2 separate regions of the Gossypium hirsutum genome follow, and region 2 is linked to region 1. Evidence: chromatin contacts called from public Hi-C data. All regions are on one chromosome and are shown on one strand. Each heading gives the region's core, a stretch centred on a gene start, on an enhancer-like site or on the middle of the called end of the contact. The rest is flanking DNA. Distances are from core to core; before and after follow the strand shown. Region 1 has its middle 41 kb from the start of LOC107940879. Region 2 holds the start of LOC107945179 (L-type lectin-domain containing receptor kinase IX.1).

Region 1 (4,606 bases), core at 736-3,235:
GTCTAATTCAAAAGTAATAAGTGAAGTCTAGGTGAATTCTTCCTTGGGTATTGTCTTCTCTATCGGTTTTCCAACAGTATTTTCCAACTTTTATCTCTGTCATAATCTTAGTCAATTAAATAATTAGTTTAGTTTAAAACATCCCTTAATTCTTAGGCTAGATAATAAAAAGATAGTAATTACTAGTACTTTTAGTTCTTGTGGATACGATATTTCCGGTCTCATCATAACTATACTATTGTTCAATAAGTGCGTTTGTCTTAGTCGAATTTTTAGTTAGTTTAACGATCATCAATACACTTGAACTGTCGCATGAATCGGTCGGATTCGTACATCTCGACCATTGCAAAATGGCCAATGGCACTTTGACGTGCCAAATGTTGTGACTGGCCAAAAATTCTATCGAGACACATTTTTGAATCCTCGAATCTGCATATGGCATCCATACAAACTACATTACGAATTTATAATTTTTAAAACGTGTCTGATATTTAATTTCAAGTGTTATAATACATATTATATAACTTTGAAAATCATAAACTAATATCCTCTTCGATTTCTTGATCTGGAGCTAGTCAGATATCCTCGAGCTTGATTGGTATACCGCTGTGTCTTGCGGGATTGTTTCACCTATTCAAATAATATGTTATTTCAAAATTACAACAATGAAAAATAAAAATGGTAATGATATTGTCAAATGAATTTTACCATATGAAGGAGCATGCAACTGTTGATTTTAGTTTTATTCGATATCGTCACTCGACACATTTCTCGGTATAATGTCGCCAGCACCGCTGATCCCCAACTAAGTTGTCCTGATTCTTTTAAGTCGACTAGTAGTAGTAGCCATCTTAAATGTATCAAATTGCAAGATTTATCTAGCATTAGCAGAACCCTAATCAACCTCAAGATGAATGCGCGTGTGAATTGTTCCTTTTCAACATCATTCGCTAAAGCCTCGATAGTTTGGAAGTTGTCCTCCAACCATCTCATCTCGATCCAGCTAACCCTAAACTTGTTCGGCACCTTCCCTAGTAGTTGCTCACATGTTGCACTCCAATCAACACTAATAATTGGCCCTATAACGATATCCCCATCGATCAATAAACTAAGTTGTAAACTGACATCCTCGAGTGTAATTGTACACTTGCCGTAAGAAAGATAGAATGTATACATCTCCAATCTCTATCTCTCGACCAAAACATTGATGAAGGGATCCAATTTAGTCCCATATAAATGTTTTTTAAAGAATGTTTTTTTATATGTAACTTTAATTAGTGATGAAAACCAAACTGTGATATAATTTACCTGTAAAAACTTAACATAAATCCAAGGAATCTTGGTACCTTGTAATAATTGACATTGCTGTTCTTTTTCCTTTTTGTTTTTGGTTCTCACGACATTAATTTGCAAATGTTTGTCAAGAAGTAATTGGCTCCTTGTATTGTCAGGGGCTCCACTACAGTTACTGCTTAAATATATTCTTAATTTTTGTCCATCAATGTTAATAAAACTACAAAGACTTAGACTAATTACAAGTCAATGGGTCTCCTAGGAACCCTTCGAATCGGTTTTTATTTATTTATAAGATTTTATATATTCGTTCATTTTGCTAGGAAAATTGAACTTTGATTAATAACGAAAACAATCATTATTTTACACTTTGGAAAACCATAACAAGAACAAAAACAAGAACAAAATTAAAATCTCAAAATAGTAATCTTCATAGCCAATGAAAAGAGCAAAATACTAAGTGTTAACTACTAACCAAGAACTCACTGCTTGGCTTCTGTGTCTGAACCTGGAGTTCTTGTTTTATCCTTCAAGAAGGGATATTGGAACCATTGCCTGAAGTTTGGGTTTCGCTTCTTCTGGAACCACTGGTATGGGATGAATTGGATGCCGAAGATGTAACAATATTGTCTTCCAAAGCTGCAATATATGTTGGAACCGGCAGCTCCCGTGGTAGCATGGGCCGTGGTGCTTTGAAACCAAGGATGTCGATAGCCCGCGTTATCGATGGGCGGGCATAATAGTTTGGGTTAGCACAAGCCAGCCCAACTAAGAGCAACCGTTCCATTTGTTCCATGTCGTAATTGCCATACAATCGTGGGTCTACAGCATCGAAAACACTCTCTTTTCCGTACAGTTCCCAAACCCATTCCACCAGTTTTCTCTTGAATCTCTTACCATTCCTTTCAATTACAGCAATAGCCTTCATTCCGGTGGCTATTTCTAAGGCAACAATACCAAAACTGTATATGTCGGACTCCTTAATGGCTTTGCATGTGTCAAGACACTCGGGTGCTATATAACCATCAGTCCCAAGCATAACCTTAGTTGTTTGAGACCCTTGTCCATGTTCAACAAGCCTAGCCAACCCAAAGTCACCAAGCTTGGCATTGAAACTCAAATCCAACAGAACATTACTTGACTTGATGTCTCGATGCAAAACGCATTTGTCACATTCTTCCTGCAGATAAAATAACGCTGAGGCCAGTCCCATAGCGATTTTATACCTTGTATCCCACGTCAACAAGCACGGTTCTCTATGTAGATGGTAATCGAGACTCTTATTTGGAAGGAATTCGTACACGATGAGGAACTCCTTACTGTCATGACCAACCAATTAGTTGGACCAAATTCCTATGCCTCAATCTGGTAATAGTTGTAACTTCTGATACGTACTCTTTCACCCCTTGTTGAGAATGTGGAGTTATCCTTTTGACAGCAATACTACAGTTGATGTCCCTCAAGAAGCCTAAATAAACCTTCCCAAAACCTCCCTCTCCGAGCAGACTTTCATCAGCAAAATTACTGGTTGCAAGTCTTAGCTCCTTGTAGGAAAACTGCCTAGGTGCTGTTAATTTTTCCATGTCTACGTTGATAGACATGGGCCCATCATCCCTCATCTTGTTATACTTTCCTCTCCTGCAAAAAAGCCAAACCAGACCTAGAACTAGGAGCAAAGCAAAAATGCCACTAACGATGGCTAGAACTAGACATAGCCATGTCTTGCTCTTCCTTCTGGGGTTGACTGGAAGGCTTGGTGCGATTGCTGGAGGATGGATAGTTGTATTCATGGAAACTTGTAAGGTAGAGCTGAAATTCCAGGAATAAATAGTGTGTAGCTCTGTCAGAGTTTTAAATCCAGCGGCTCCTGAGAAGCCAAAAGTGACCCATTCTGTTAAATATCGGCTAAGATCCAGTATTGCAGAAAGACTAGATGAATTCTCACCAGAAAAATCACTAGCATCAACTAAGAAAACACTCAAGTTTTTTGTACTAGAGTTGTAAGTGATGAAAGCATTAACTTTTCCCCCATTTTCAATATCACTCCACCACCATTTAACGGTGGAGTTAGAAGCCTTGACAGAGTTGAGATCAATGCCCACGTGCTCAGACATCCCCACAGGATCCCAAAGACTGTGATACGTATCAAACTCCACTGCAACAAATTTAGAGTTGACGTCGTAAGTCAAATTCGAGTTGCAATTAGTTTGAAGTCCCAAACAACCACCGGCAGATCCAGGTGAGATATTTGAGCCATTGGGAGCAAGGAAAAACGCAAACCCACTACCGTATGAGCTATCGTGCAAGGAATCAATGGAGAAAGAAAATTGAGTGGTGAAATCTGCAAGTAGGAGATTCCCCGATGAATTGTCCCAAAGGTGCATTGGCTTGTAATAAGTGGCTCGACCAACACTACCATTTAGACCCTTGTTTATTTGGTCAGCAGTGAGTTGTATTGCGTTGCCTGATGCGTGCGCATCAGCTTCATACACTATGCGATGCGTATTTGGGTTGAAATCAGGGAAAGTGAAATTGATGTTATCATCATCATCCACTGATGCAGCCTTTGGAAGATGAACAACAAGGATGAATAATAATATGAAGAGAAATGCAGGTTTTGGAGATTTTACATACAAATTCGCAGCATTCTTCATTTTCAGAGTAAGGATTTTGAGGAAAGTTGCTGCAAACGCATGGTAATACATTGCTTTTTCAGGTGTGGAATAAAAAATTTGCTTCGTCGATAAAGTAACAATAATTAAAGAAGAGTTTGGAAACCCAAAAAGCACTATGCTTCGGTGTGTGAACAAAGACTTTTAAGTCTTCGTAATAAAAAAATTTTAATTTGGTTTAATTTTAAGGACGGTTGATCCATTTTTTGGGCTGAATTCGACAATGTTCCCATGCTGGGTCCCGATTATATAAATTAAGTAATTATTTTTATTTTAGAGTTAACTTTGTTTTAAGGAAATTTCAAGAATTGAATTGGAGAAAGTAAAATCTAAATCTTAATATGGAATTGATTGATTTAAATAAATAAATAAATAAAAGTTAAAAGGATAGGGTTATATTACTTTTTAGATTTTAAACTTAACAATTATTATCACATTGGGATTTAAATTTTTTTTCAAGTTAAGTCGTAAACTTGATAATTGTTTTTACATTAGGGTTTAAATCTTTTTTTTATTCAAATTAGTCCTGGATATTTCTTTGAAAACTCTAAAATTTAGGCCCTAATGTAGAAACAATTATCAAGTTTAAGCCTCAAATGAGAACAATTGTCAAGTTCAAGGATTAATATGAATAAAAAAAG
Region 2 (4,606 bases), core at 1,343-3,842, 150 kb before region 1:
GACTGAGTTCCATTAGTGGTTCTTGGGCAATATGAAGCCACAATTATCTCAAATCTCAATCTCTTAGAGATAAAAGCAAATTTAAAAGGAAGAAAATCTATAGAATATTTCAAATTAAACTATAATTAACAACGAAAGCAATCATTACACTAAGAACACTAAAATCTTTAAATACAGTGATCTTCGCATATACCCAATCAAAAGAACAAAACACAAGGTGCGGAAACCATGGATATAACAAAGCATCAAAACTAGAAAACAAGAAGCCATATATACAACAAAAGAAGGTTCAACTACCAACCGCCAAGAATTCACTGCTTGGCTTCCGTGTCATAACCTGGAGCCATTGTTTTATCCTTAAAATGAATGAATTCTTGACCCAGTGCCTCAACTTTGAGTTTGGCCACTGGTATAGCATGAAGTGGATGCTGAAGATGTAACGATGTTGTCTTGCAGAGCTGCAATGTGTAATGGAACCGGCATCTCGCGTGGTAAACTGGGAAGTGGGGCTTTGGAACCAAGGATTTCAATAGCCTGCCTTATGGATGGGCGGTCAAAATAGTTTGGGTGAGCACAAGCCAGCCCAACTAACAGCAACCGTTCCATTTGTTCCATGTCGTAGTTTCCAGACAATCTTGGGTCAGCAGCATCCAAAAGACGCTCTTCCCTATACAATTCCCAAACCCATTCCACCAGTTTTGTCTTGAATCTCTTGCCATTCCTTTCAATTACAGCTACGGCCTTCTTTCCGGAGGCTATTTCTAAGGCAACAATACCAAAGCTGTATATGTCGGATTCCTTAATGGCTTTGTATGTGTCAAGACACTCGGGTGCTATATAACCATCAGTTCCAAGGATCAATTTTGTTGTTTGAGACCCTTGTCCGTGGTCAACAAGCCTAGCCAGCCCAAAGTCACCAAGCTTGGCATTGAAACTAAAATCTAGCAGAACATTACTTGGCTTGATGTCTCGATGCAGCACGCATCGATCACATTCTTCTTGCAGATAAAACAACGCTGAGGCCACTCCCATGGCGATTTTATACCTTGTATCCCATGTCAACAAGCACGGCTCTTTATGTAGATGGTAATCGAGACTCCTATTTGGAAGGAACTCATACACAATGAGGAACTCCTTATTGTCATGGCACCAACCGATGAGTTGGACCAAATTCCTGTGCCTCAATTTGATAATAGTGGTAATTTCGGATTCGTACTCTTTCACCCCTTGTTGAGAATTTGGAGTTATCCTTTTGACAGCAATATTGGAATTGGTGTCCCTCAAGAAGCCTAAATAAACTTTTCCAAAACCTCCCTCTCCAAGGAGATCTTCATCGGCAAAATTATTCGTTGCAAGCCTGAGTTCCTTGTAGGAAAACTTCCTAGGTGCTGTCACCATTTCCACGTCTACGTTGAAAGAAATGGTCCCATCTTCCCTCATCCTTCTGTACTTTCTCCTTCTACAGAAAAGCCAAACCAGACTTAGAACTAGGAGCAAAGTAGAAATGCAACCAACAATGGCTAGAACTACCCGTAGCCATGTCTGTTTCTTCCTTCTGGAGTTGAATGGAGGGATTGGTGGTAGATTTTGAGGATTGATGGTTTTATTCATGGAAACTTGTAAGTTGGAGCTGAAACTCCAGGAACAAATAGTGTGTAGCTCAATGCTAGATCCAGTGGATCCGGAGAAGCCAAAAGTGACCCATTCTGGTAAATATTGACTAAGATCCAATATTGCGGAAAGATTAGATGAATTTAGACGATTAAAGTCCTCAGCACCAAGTAAAAAGACACTCAGGTTTTTTGTACTAGAGTTGTAAGTGATGAAAGTATCAACCTTTCCTCCATGTTCAATGCCACTCCACGTCCATTGGACAGGGTAAAAAGAAGTCTTGATAGAGTTGAGATCAATGGCCACGTGATCTAACCCCAGAGGATCCCATACATTGGGATACGTATCAAATTCCACTGCAACAAATTTAGAGTTAGCGTCTGAATCGCAACTTTGAAGTCCCAAGCAACCACCTCCGGAGTGAGGAGGGATTTTTGAGCCATCGGGAGCAAGGAAAAACGCAAACCCATCACCCCTATCTCCGGAGGACTTATTCAAGGAATCGATGGAGAAAGAAAAATGAGTGGTGAAATCTGCAAGTCGGGGATTCCCTGATGAATTGTCCCAAAGGTGCATTGGTTGGTAATAAGTGGCTCGACCAACACTACCGTTTAAAGCCTTGTTTCTCTGGTTGGTGGTGAGTTGGATTTGGCGACCTGATGTGGTTGTATCAGCTTCAAACTCTATGTGAGGCATATTTGGGGTGAAATCAGTCAAATTGAAATGGATGTTACCATCATCAATTGCTGCAGCCATGGTAAAATGAACAAGTAAACCCATAGGAAGGGTGTATAAGAATAATAATATGAAGAGAAATTCAGGTTTACGAGATTTGAGATACATATTCTCAGCTTTTTGAGCCTTCTTCACCTTCGGAGTGAGGATTTTGAGGAAATTTGCTGCAACACAAGGTAATTCATTCCCTGGAATAAAATAATTCATTCCTCACTAAAATAAAGTTCGACATTCTTGCCCTACATTGGACCTACAAAGCATCGTATTGAATCTCCTACTTTGTGGTGGGAACTTGGACAAAAATAAGAAAAAAAAAACTTTTCTTTTTTTGTAAAATTCATTAGTTATATTATTTTAAAAAATTATTTATTAATTTATATACGAAATTTGATAATAAAATTTAATTTGATGTAATTATATATAAAATTTTAATTTTGATTCAGTTGTACATGTTTAAATTACATGCATTTATTTTTATACTAAATTAATACAATTGTTTGTATATACATTATAACAAGGTAAATTATATTAATTCAATAATATTATTAATAATTTGTGAAAATTAAATCAAATAAAAGATTCATGTATAATTACATACAATCAAAATTTATATATGATATCATTCAGTAAATTAAATTTCAAATAATATTTATTCAATAAAAGAAGGTGCCAACCTACCCCAGTTGCAAGTTATAAATTAATTTGGTCTTGTTGCTTACTTTTTTGGGTGGAATTTATTTTAATCCAGTTTATTTCCTAGCAAGTGCTTTTAAAAGCACGGTGTATGAGGTCCATCAATGCAAGACTTGGAATAATTTTTATGAATTAGGCAATAAAACCACAAAGACTTTGGATTAATTACAAGTCAATGGTTCTCTTAAGAACCGTTCGAAATGATTTTTTTATAATATTTTATATATTTGTTCATTTTGCTAAGAAAATTCATCAACTTTTATTAAGAACCAAAACAATCATTACTTTACACTTGGAAAACCATAAGAACAAGAACAAAATAGTAATCTTCATAGCCAATGAAAAGAACAAAATACTAACCAAGAACTCACTATCTGTGTCTGAACTTGGAGTCTCTGTTTTTTCCTTCAAGGAATGGATATTGGAACCATTGCCTGAAGTTTGGGTTTTGCTTCTTCTGGCACCACTGGTATGGGATGCCGAAGATGTAACAGTATATTTTCTTCCAAGGATGTCGATAGCTTGTCTGGGCTCCACCACAAGACTACATAAATATGTGCATTATTGGGGGCTTATACTATTAATAATAAAAGTGCCAAGTGCCAAGTCTTTTACTATTACAAGTCAATGGACGTGTTAAAAACAAACAAAAAGAAGAATCCAACCAATATCTTCATTGGTATTATCAAGTTTAACATGTTAGACTAAATAGGAAGATTTGCTGTAAAAAAAAAAGAAAAAAAAAAGAAAAACTCACTCAATAACACTTTATGAATTATATTCAAAAGACTCAATGAAAAATAAGAATTCAAGACACTTTTTATTCACTGATTTACATTTTTTATATAGGCTGAAACTACAACAACTTTAGCTAAAATATAGGATAACCCAGAAGCAAAATCACAATCAGATATTAAACCATGATTTTAGCTAACCATTCAATAACTTTATTGTAACTAATTTGAATATTTCATCTGCTGATATGCCCAAGATTTTAGGCCACTAACTGATTTGGTGGTGAACTTTAACACTCCCCCTCAATGCCAACTCCAAACCTTTTCACAATCCCAAGTTATGAGCAAAACTTTTCCAACTTAGTTGTACTCAAGCCTTTCATGAACAAGTCTACAACTTGGTTATCAGTCTTGACATAGGACAACTCAATTTCTCCTTGTAACATCTTTTCCTTAACAAAATGGTAGTGCACCTCCACATGTTTGGTCCTTGCATGAAACACAGGATTTTTTGCTAAACGAATAGCTGATTGATTGTCACAATAGAGGGCTATTGCATAATCAACTTTTTGGTGCAAATCTTCCACAAGTTGCACTAACCATGTACTTTCTTGGGTTGCCATAGCTGCTGCTCTATATTCTGCCTCTGTTGTCGATAAGGACACAGTTGGCTTTCTTTTACTACACCAAGAAATTGTCCCTAAACCAAACTTGAATACATAGCCAGTGGTTGATCAACGTGTATCGTGATCCCCTGAATAGTCAGCATCACAATAACCAGCTAGTTTGCAAACCTCACATTTCTTATATAGAAGACCATAATCCAGAGTATC

Evidence for each region. Hi-C and Micro-C count contacts between places; a contact is called where the count stands out from the background.
Region 2: a contact with region 1 is called in a Hi-C map of leaf, with 4 times the contacts expected there. The contact joins the promoter of LOC107945179 here to the enhancer-like site in region 1. A contact is called at or near these places in 2 of 34 Hi-C or Micro-C datasets (both in leaf).

Annotation. Positions count from the first base shown.
Region 1 is chrA04:85,023,495-85,028,100 of Gossypium_hirsutum_v2.1, reverse strand. It overlaps the pseudogene LOC107940860. Among protein-coding and RNA genes, the nearest start is that of LOC107940879, 41 kb to the right of the region's middle. Within about 2 kb of position 1,985, at least 4 of the 9 cell types and tissues checked have an H3K27ac peak or open chromatin away from gene starts, as enhancers often do. A contact at or near this core is called in leaf, where this site is marked.
Region 2 is chrA04:85,178,343-85,182,948 of Gossypium_hirsutum_v2.1, reverse strand. It overlaps LOC107945179 (L-type lectin-domain containing receptor kinase IX.1), which reads right to left and starts at 2,592. Exons shown (of 2, transcript XM_016879051.2): 1 at 2,453-2,592; 2 at 101-2,357. The coding sequence starts at 2,307. The coding sequence ends at 388.